3 separate regions of the Hordeum vulgare genome follow, and all the other regions are linked to region 3. A link is a contact called in public Hi-C data. All regions are on one chromosome and are shown on one strand. Each heading gives the region's core, a stretch centred on a gene start, on an enhancer-like site or on the middle of the called end of the contact. The rest is flanking DNA. Distances are from core to core; before and after follow the strand shown. Region 1 holds the start of LOC123401593 (protein PECTIC ARABINOGALACTAN SYNTHESIS-RELATED-like). Region 2 holds the start of LOC123404478 (L-type lectin-domain containing receptor kinase SIT2-like). Region 3 holds the start of LOC123403346.

What was found. A called contact is a pair of places that touch in the nucleus more often than the background predicts.
Region 1: a contact with region 3 is called in a Hi-C map of leaf, with 4 times the contacts expected there. The contact joins the promoter of LOC123401593 here to the promoter of LOC123403346 in region 3. A contact is called at or near these places in 2 of 6 Hi-C or Micro-C datasets (leaf and seedling) and 1 of 1 datasets of contacts at active chromatin or transcription factors (embryo).
Region 2: a contact with region 3 is called in a Hi-C map of seedling, with 4 times the contacts expected there. The contact joins the promoter of LOC123404478 here to the promoter of LOC123403346 in region 3. A contact is called at or near these places in 3 of 6 Hi-C or Micro-C datasets (leaf and seedling).

The regions. Positions count from the first base shown.
Region 1 is chr6H:90,976,838-90,980,140 of MorexV3_pseudomolecules_assembly, forward strand. LOC123401593 (protein PECTIC ARABINOGALACTAN SYNTHESIS-RELATED-like) reads left to right here and starts at 1,467. Exons shown (of 11, transcript XM_045095419.1): 1 at 1,467-1,856; 2 at 1,939-1,989; 3 at 2,083-2,173; 4 at 2,837-2,913. The coding sequence starts at 1,518.
Region 2 is chr6H:90,763,267-90,766,587 of MorexV3_pseudomolecules_assembly, forward strand. It overlaps LOC123404478 (L-type lectin-domain containing receptor kinase SIT2-like), which reads right to left and starts at 1,302. Exons shown (of 1, transcript XM_045098411.1): 1 at 1-1,302. The coding sequence starts at 856.
Region 3 is chr6H:90,465,153-90,468,244 of MorexV3_pseudomolecules_assembly, forward strand. LOC123403346 reads right to left here and starts at 1,408. Exons shown (of 2, transcript XM_045097289.1): 1 at 1,083-1,408. The coding sequence starts at 1,253.

The DNA.
Region 1 (3,303 bases), core at 217-2,716, 510 kb after region 3:
CGGCGGTGGCGGTCGATTAGGAAGAGCGCCCCGCGTGGGGATGATGAATCCTCCCGGCCGTAACCCGCAGGCCGCATGGAGGGGCCGCCAAGGCATTGTGTCGCCGGCCAACCTCTTGCCACCGATGCCGCCCTAGGGGTACGTACCCTCGCCTGGCTACTTCGACGGTGTCGCACATGGTGGTAATAATCCCAACACCACCTTTCCGCATGGCGCGCCGCAACGTTCCTCCCCCACCGGTTTCAGCCATGACCCGCGTACCCCCTCACCCGCGTTCAACGCCCGCCTCAACACCCAGTACAACTACTCGCAGTATGCGTACTCGTCAGCAGCCTTGCATGCACCGTCTCTACGCCGTGGTGTCCTTCCATTCGCGCCCACTTCGTCGCTGCAGTTTAACTACACCGACCCCGACTTTGTCAACATCCACATGGACCGGAGCGAGAAGGCCATGGTGAACCACTGGTCGACGATCTAGACGGCCTGCAACAAGTAGCATGGGATCGTCGAGGAGGCCGCGACGACGGCGGTGAGCCGGGGAGCTACGACTCGGGCACATAGAAGGGGAGGAACCATCCACACGCGAGCCAACAAATTTAGTTCAGATGGATAAGGGTCGGTGAGGAGACCACGAGTGAAATGGGTAAAAAGGCAGGGGATTTTATGCAAAAGTGTGGGCGACGACCGCCCCGTCCACTTGGCTGTCAGTTGGCTGTCTCTGATTGGTCCAGGACTAAATCATCATATACACAACAAGTTATAGGACGACGGGGTCAAGTTTTGCAAAATTTGGACTAAATCATCACATATAACAAAGTTGTAGGACTTGGGGGAGTAGGGCATTTTGGAGACCATGCTCCATGGAGCCCTTTATTTTGAATTTTTTTTTTCAAAATTCATGAATTTCAGTTTAAAAAATTCTGAAAATAAATATACATGCATGCAAGTATGTAAAGTGTATGTGTGAAAAATTTCAGGATGAAATACTTTGAATTGCGAGCTGCACAAAAAAATAAAATCATGGACTTTAAAAATAAACAATATATATGTTAAAAACACCAAATTTATCTTTTTGTGCAGCTCACATTTTAATGTATTTTGACCTGAAGATTTGCACACATGTACATTATGTATCTTGGTACATGTGTATTTATTTCCAGAATTTTATAAAGTTAAATTTTTTGAAATTTGAATTTTTTAAATAAAGACCTATATAAAGCTCGGCCTCGGTTTGGCATTTTCGGACTTGGGATGCTTTTATAACTCAACAAAAAAGACATTGGCTGTGGAACTTCCATAGCCAATAGCCAAATGGAAGGGACGGTTTCTGTCCACGATTTGCTCTGCGCAAGTCAGGGATGACTGGCCACTCACAGCCGTCGGATCGAGAATCGAAGCATGAGATCGACTCAGGTGCGCTCCCACTACCGTCACGCACCGAAAGCGAAGTCCTGAGACTGCACGCTGAAACAGGCACACTCCCACTCTCGTCTCGCACCGCGCCGCCGGCGGAAGCGATGGCGGAGCTTCGGCACTCGACGGCGGCGGCGGCCGCCCGCGCATCCAACTCTCCGGCAAAGCGCGACTCCGACGCGTCCTCCGCTTCCTCCCCATTCGCTTCCACCTCCGCCGCCCGCGGCCGCGACGACGACGGCAAGGACGCCCACCGCTCCTCACTTCTCCCCCCGCACCACCATCACCACAGGCAGCTCCTTCCGTCTCCCCTCCGCTCCCTCCTCGCCCTCGAGGACCCCAGGACCCCCACCGCCTCCCTCTCCTACCGGATCTTGCTCGCCGTCCTCGCGCTCCTCCTGCTCGCGGCCCTCTTCTCCGCGCCCTCCCTCTGGTCCCGCTTCGTGAGTTCCTTCTCCCTCTCTCTACGCTCGGTTTCATCAGAATCCCAAGCTAGCACTTACATTTTTTGCTTCTTTATCCTAGAACACGCCCTACTTGTGCCAGAAGGAGGGGATCACGCTACATTGCCCCCAGGTGAAGTGCTCCTGATCTCAGCAACCATTCTGGCGATTCGTGTTCACGTGAGATTTTTTTTTGTTCTGGTGAATTCAATTGTATTGGGCGCAGACGAAGGAGCCTCTCTCGCTGTGGGAGAACCCACGTGCTGCCACCGCGTCCTGGAAGCCCTGCGCAGAGCGTCGAAGCGACGAGCCCTCAGGCAAGTCCAGCATTGACACTACTTGAAAGACAAAAAATGTAGCATATGCTGCACCATTCACTTTTAGCCTTGCTGTACTCAGTCACTGTGAGGTCGCTTATTGCTTAACTACACAACCTAGATTTATGGCAACTATTTAAACTCTTGGTATGCTTAGTGTTTACTGTGATGTGTGAAATTTGTTAGGGTGGCTAAAACCTGAATGACAGTGTTCTTCGAGAGTTCAGTTTTGACCCATAATTCCATACTTTCATTTTCATGTAAGGTTGCAGATTTATGAGGCAGCGTATGGGAACTGAATGCATCTTATTGCTATGAAATATTGCCAACATTAGTGTGGGTTTAAAATTGTAATGCACTTCTCATTCATAGACTTCTGTCAGCAATGTGAGTCAGAGCACAGAATACTTTCTATGTAAAGCGCAATGCCAGTTCTTATGAAAACATCTTCTAGCCATGTTTTTGTGATATTTCCCCGTAGAACCATAGTGTTCCCCTGCAAGAAAGGATACCTCAGTCAGTGGAGAGATGTGCACCCTCTGTTATATACATAAACTTTTCGGTAAAAAAAAATCACCTTCTGAATTTTTCATAGAACATTTGTTTCCTTTCATGATTGGGCACTGATAAGTGATAATTATTACATCATTGTATATAATGCAGATGTCCCACCTGAGAACAAAACCTCTGGGTATATTTTTATTCATGCCGAAGGTGGACTGAACCAGCAACGAATAGCTGTATGTATGCACTCCTGTTTTTCACTTTTTCTCAGCCTTCCTCACCTTATCTTGTGTGATTGTTAAATCTTTGTTTCAGTGGTGCAATGTTTTTTTTTTCTGTTGAAGCATAGTTCTGAGTCTCGCTGTTACATGAGAACTGTTTTTCCTATGATGGTGGTTGTTGCTTAAGCGTAATCAGCCTATACCTTCAATACATTTATGATAATTCATTTTTATAGCATGCTTTAACAATGATCTTCTGTTTCTTATTTAAGAAATAAAATTAGATTCCCCTGTCATTTAATACTTATTTATGTACCTGCCTAAGAAGATCATGACAATTTGTTAAGCAGTGGGCAGAGGTAATGAGAAGCTGAAATTGAGTTTCAGTTACAACATTGGCCCGTC
Region 2 (3,321 bases), core at 52-2,551, 300 kb after region 3:
CGGCGTCAATCGCCGGGGCAGGTCCGTCTATGCCCAAGCTCCAACCAAGAACGTAGTGCCGGGTGTTCACCGGTCCCGTCGACGACGAGAAGCCGATGTACGACGGCTCCACTGCTAGCACCGTGGACAGGTTTTGGGTGGTGCTGAGCAACGGCTTGCTGGGTCTCGCCATCCAAAGTGGAGCCATGGTGACATCGATCTGGGTGGTCACCCTGTCGTAGTCCACCCAGAATTGCATCGCGGCACGGCTGATGAGGCTTACATTCTGGAAGCCGCCGCCGTTACGGTCGTCGTAGTAGCCAGCCTCGTGGGACACCACGGAGGTAAGGCCGTTGATGTCGACACCGACGTGGTTGTTGTTGATGTCACGGAACTCGATGTTCTGCACGGTGTCCAGCTCGACGGCGAACAGGTGGTTGGCCGCGCTGCCGTCGTTCTGGGCGTTGGTGACGCCGAAGTACTGGTCCGTGAGCCCGGCCGACAGGCTCCTGACGCCGGGCGCGATGACGAGCGCCAGGCCGTGGGTGCTGAAGTCGGTGTAGCTGGAGACGATGCCGCAGACGAAGGCGACCGAGAAGGACCGCACCGTGCCGGTGCCGTCCGGTGACCCGCGGAGCCGCAGGGGGGCCGGGTGGAACGCGTGGCCCTTCTGGTGGGTGGTGGCGTTTGTCAGCTCCACCAGGCCGGTCGCCGTGATGGTGGCCGCGCCGTCGAGGACGAGGTTCGAGCCGGTGAAGCCGGTGTAGACGAACTGCTCGCCGTCGGCGTCGGCAGCGGCGACGACGGGCGGAAGTGGAAGGATGACGCCAGCGGAGAGGAAGAGGATCAGGAGGAAGAACATGTGCATCATCGCCATTCGTGGATTGAAGACTGAAGTGATGAAGTGACGAGGCACCTTTAGCTGTAGGAGAATGCGTCTGCGCGAGGTTGTCTGAAAATCACATCAACGGAGTAGTCGTATTAATTAATTATTTGACTCCTTTCAGTCCTCCCAAGGCACGCATGCAGGCGCAGCGGTGTGAACCGATGACCACCGGCCGGCGGCTAGTCCGGCGGGCGACGGCGACGTGTATGTTTGAACGTGGATGAGAACGAAGGTGAACCACAGGCCTGCTGCCCGCGGGAGAAAAATGCAGGAAACGACCAATGGAGTCAGCCAATCAGTCCAAGTCAACATGGATGGAGCTACCATGACGACGCCAACTGCAAACAAGTGTACTCAGCCGTCGCTGTGTGGAGTATAATAAAAGTCCGGTCTAAGGACCACATTCGATCGGTCCGAAAGATCAGTACCGCCAACTCTTCTTATATTATCATTTCCAATATATGTGTTTGTGTGGTACTCAAAATAACTGAAGTTTTAGGATTTCTTCAAGTAAAAAAAAATACAGTTTGACCAAGTCGATAGAAAAATCCGCAAATATCTACAAAATCAGTTACATGCTCCTTCCGTTCTTAAATATAATTTTTTTCACAGATTCCAATTACATACTCCCTCAGTACCGCCAACTCTTCTTATCTTATCAATTCCAATATATGTTTTGTCTGGTACTCAAAATAACTGAAGTTTTAGGATTTCTTTTGAATCAATTTTTAAAGGTTCGACCGAGCGAGTCTATAGAAAAATCCACAAATATCTATGATATCAATTACATACTCCCTCCATTTTTATAAAACTTCATTACAGATTTCAATAGATATTACATCTGAATGCATATAAATATACTCTATTTTAAAGTGTAAATTCACTTATTTTGCTCTGTATGTAGTATCTATTAAAACCTCAAAAAAAACTTACATTTAGAAACGGATGGAGTATTATATAAAAATTAATTTAATACTGAATCTAGTGAAGTAATCTGGTTTTGTAGATGTTGATATTTTCTTGTATGTACTTGGTCAAACTTAATGAGGTTTGACTCAGAAAAGTCCGCAAATATGATTGCTGGTCCAGCCCTGTACAATTGGCATGATGTTGATTAATTAACAATGCCTTCTGGAATAGGGTCCGCCCTATTGCTACACCAACATGTTCACCTCACGTCAGGCTCACAGTGAGAACTGATGTTTTGGATCAAAGGAAAATTTAGTTTGGATGATCCAAATAAGGGTGTCGCATCAGTTAGCAATTTGTCATGCTCTATGCAAAACAATGTGCATAATAGGGTTGTATTTCTAAGAACGGCTCTTACAAAATCGTCAAAGGTTGATTTATTCCGGATGCGTTGATGTGCATCACACGTACCTCCTGATCTTTTAAAACTTTTTAACTTTGGACATCAAGCGAGAAGAGGTTAAGCATGAAAATCGGAAATCAACTATTGTCTATTGCTATAAATGGATTTACATCTTCCGCAAAAGAAAAATAAAGAAATTATGTAAGGGAAAAAAACCGCATTCTCCCTCGTTTTCTCATCTACTCATCTCGCCAAGAAAACAAAGGAATCTGTAAGGCACAATTTCCCCCCAAAAGAGCTTAAAATCCCTGGCATCAGCATTTGTTGTTTGATGCACACAACAATTCATGTGAAGCTCGTATATATTGATGAGTAAATATACCATACAAAAGATATGAGATTAATTGCTCATATCTATACCTAATATCTATATCTATACCTAATAATAAAGCGGCTATTGCTTTCGTCGGAAAACCCATCACGACATTTTTATAAAAAAGCCCCTGTAATTTTGTTATTCAACCCACGCTCCATTATTTATCTGCAACGCAAAAGGAAAAAAACGATTCGCTGTAAAAATTATACCCATACGCATCGCCTCCTCCCGTCGACCCATGGCCACGCTGGCATGTGCCCAGGCCGCCGCCACACCACTCGCCGCCGCGGCCGACCTCAACCACCACCGCTGCCGATCTCAACCCACCCGCCTCCGCGGCTGTACCTCTCCCCGCTCACTTCCCCCGTTGCGGCGCTCGAGCACATCGCGTCGACCCTCGTCCACCCTGGCATGTGCCCAGGTCGCTGCCACACCACTCGCCGCCACGGCCGACCTCAACCACCACTGTTGTCGATCTCAACCCACCCGTCTCCGCGGTCGTACCTCTGCTCGCTTGCTGCCCCGTTTCTGTTGGAATTATGCCCTAGAGGCAATAATAAATATATAGTTATTATTATAATTCCTGTATCAAGATAATAGTTTATTATCCATGCTATAATTGTATTGAATGAAGACTCATTTACATGTGTGGATACATAGACAAAACACCGTCCCTAGCATGCCTCTAGTTGGCTAGCCAGTTGATCGATGATAGTCAGTGTCTTCTGATTATGAACAAGGTGTTGTTGCTTGATAACTGGATCACGT
Region 3 (3,092 bases), core at 158-2,657:
TAGGGGAGAACAGAAAGAGCAGAAAATAGGACTGTGCTGACACAAACAAATCATCAGAAAAACACACTATGAAACTGAAACCAAGTCTTATCAATTACCATAAGAAAATTACTAAATCTAGCTGCAGAATTGTGCGGGAAGTTCAAACACTTAGAAAATAATTAATTAGTAAAACTAGCTTCACAATTGCGCGGGAACTCAAAACTCTTTTAATGAAAACTATTGTAACTGTGTGGGACACTAGGAATACGCTCGAATCTATATTCGGCATGGCAATTACAATCCGAAATGAGATCTTGACAAGGATTAACAAAACAGGTTTACAAAACGGTATTGAGATCTAAACAAGGATTAACAAAACAGATCTACAAATGGGATATGAGATCTAGACAAGGATTAACAGAACAGATTTGTAGGCTACAATGCATCTGTTCTACTTGTCCACTTTGCAAGCTCAGTTCTCATAAGTTTGTAAACACCATCCCTAGAGCTTACTCAGCGTGCTAACAGAAATCGTTTAGTAAATAGCAAGTTGAAATACTGACAGGTCTGAGGTATGTACGAGCCTACGAGCGCTTTACATAGTGGAAGCATTTCCCTGTGTGTGCATCACTTGACAATCTTCCTCCCTTTTACCTCTCAGGAGGAGAAACATGAGAACAAACATGCTAGCCTAAGGGGAATATGGCCGAAAAGAACAGGTGCGCGTAAGTAGGGAGGCACCCACCCAAACACCTAAGCATCTTCTGGCACGAATCATACCTAACAAACCCTAAACCTCAGAGCCTAGAACCCTAAGACCTAGAACGAATCATAACACCTAACCCCTGTTTGTCGCTCCGCGCGAAATCCCAAGGCGGATTACGCCATGGAGAAGAGAAGACGGTCCAAAGCGAAACTGAAATCGGGGAAAACCCACCGCGTCCGTTTTAATCGCGTGATCAGCCTCTGGCGGGTGTGGAACTCGCTGATTTCCCGTTCTGCAACGCACGGCGAGGGTCGAGACGCCACGAAGCGCACGAAATGGAGGCGGAAGGGGAGAGGGGATGCGAGGGCAGAAAGAGCGAGGGGAGGGTTCTCACCGCCTGCAGCGCGAGGGACGGCTGGCCCTCCTGGAGCAGCCCGCGGGCGCGGGACAGCATGCTCCACCCATCTCCGGCCGCCGCTGGCTGCGGCTGCGGCGGCGGAGGCTGCTGTGGCTGGGGCTGGGGCGGATGCTCCGCGGGCTCCATCTCGACGTCGGACGGGTCCATCAGTGGCGCCCCCCGATCGACTGCGCGCTCTGGTATGCGCTCCGCCGCCGCGAGGTGCACGGCGTCGCGGGGTGATGGCTGGTCACTGCGGGCGACGGCTGCTCTGCGGCTGCGGTGCCACGCCTCCAGATGCTTCCAGGTGGTGTGTGCCTCCTCGGGCAGTCGGGGGCGGCCCTCGTATTCGGTTTCTAAAAGAATACACGCACGTGAAATCCTTCGAAAATTTACGAATTCGCCCCTGCCCCGTGTACTTTGCCGGATAGACGGTAGTCTTCAACACTCACCGGCAAACTTTTCTCATGTTTTCTTTAAAGAACAAACTTTATTGGATCATTAATGGGCGCGTTTGGTTGCATGCATAAGCCCAACCAGGTCCGTGTGAAAAGGATTCTGGTTGTTTCATTACCCTCCATATATTGTTCGGCATGTACGACATGGACTTCACTCCGAGTCAAGCCCAAAAACTACGTTTGGATTGGCAGTTTGTCAACAGCGAGGCTCGTGTGAAGCAGGGGGAGGGGCGACGTGGCGTGAGCTTGCGTGCATCTCTGAAAAATCGGCTCGAGGATTTCGGCTCACCTCCCTTCAATTCGGTCGTGCTATTTAGCCCCATCCTCTCATCGTTCAAAGCCCAGCCACCCTTCTCCCCCTGTCGAGCTTTCCCGCCGATGCGCATCGACACCGGTGACCAGGTAAGCGGAGGTCCTTCATCGATCGGCGGTCCACAACGGCAGCGACTCATGTCCTCAAATTTCTCCGACCCTCCCCCCTCCCCCGAGCTGGAACCATGGCCTGTGTGAGTTCAATCATCTCTTTCTTTGTGTTCATTCTAGCTAGATCTGAGAGAATGTGGTCGTAGGGTTGACTTGCATTGATCTGTGAGCATATGCTAGATTTTGATGTAGTGGTAGCTATTTTGTGCTGGATCTGTGTAGCTAGAGTAGTATGATAGTGATGAACACTATGGATTCATAGCTAGTTGTGTAAGACTTGTAGCATGCTAGAGTAGCTATTTGTGATGAACACAATGGATTCATAGCTAGTTCTGATGTTGACGTATCTATTGGTTGTCGTATCTATTGATGATGGATTCATATCTAGTTAACATGTAAGCTCCTCCTTTCATAGATCGTCAGGTTGTGATGGTGTGGTGTTGTCTATGTTATGCTTACTGTCTATGCGTGATGCGACTGTAGTATATGACCATGTAGACACAAGATCTTAGTTAGGCCCTTGTCCTGTCCGACAGCCAGATCGCGGCCTCCTATGTCGAGGACTCGCAGCCCCTCGATCAGAACATGACTGGTGATTCAGATGTGTTCGAGGTTGATTAGAGGGGGTGAATAGGCAACTACTAATTTTTAGCTCTTTTAAAAAATTAGGGTTAGCAGCCAAAGGCTTGTCTAGATATGCAACTAGGTGAACAATCTATATGATGCTAACAACAGCACTAGCAAGCAAGCAAGGATATAACACAATAAATACTTGCACAAAGTATATGTGAGAAGTAACCACAAGTGAAAGCGATGGAGACGAGGATGTGTTACTGAAGTTCCTTCCCTTTAAGGGGAAGTACATCTTCGTTGGAGCGGTATGGAGGCACAATGCTCCCCAGGAAGCCACTAAGGCCACCATATTCTCCTCACGCCATTACACAATGCGAGGTGTTGTGATTCCACTAGTGGTGCCCTTGAAGGCGACGGTCGAACATTTACAAACAAGGTTGGGGCAATCTCCCCAACTTAATTGGAGGCTCCCAACACCACCATGAATCTTCACCACAACAGGTTGTGGATTCTAGGTCACCTATTCCGTCTAGGATGCTCAAACACCCAAGAG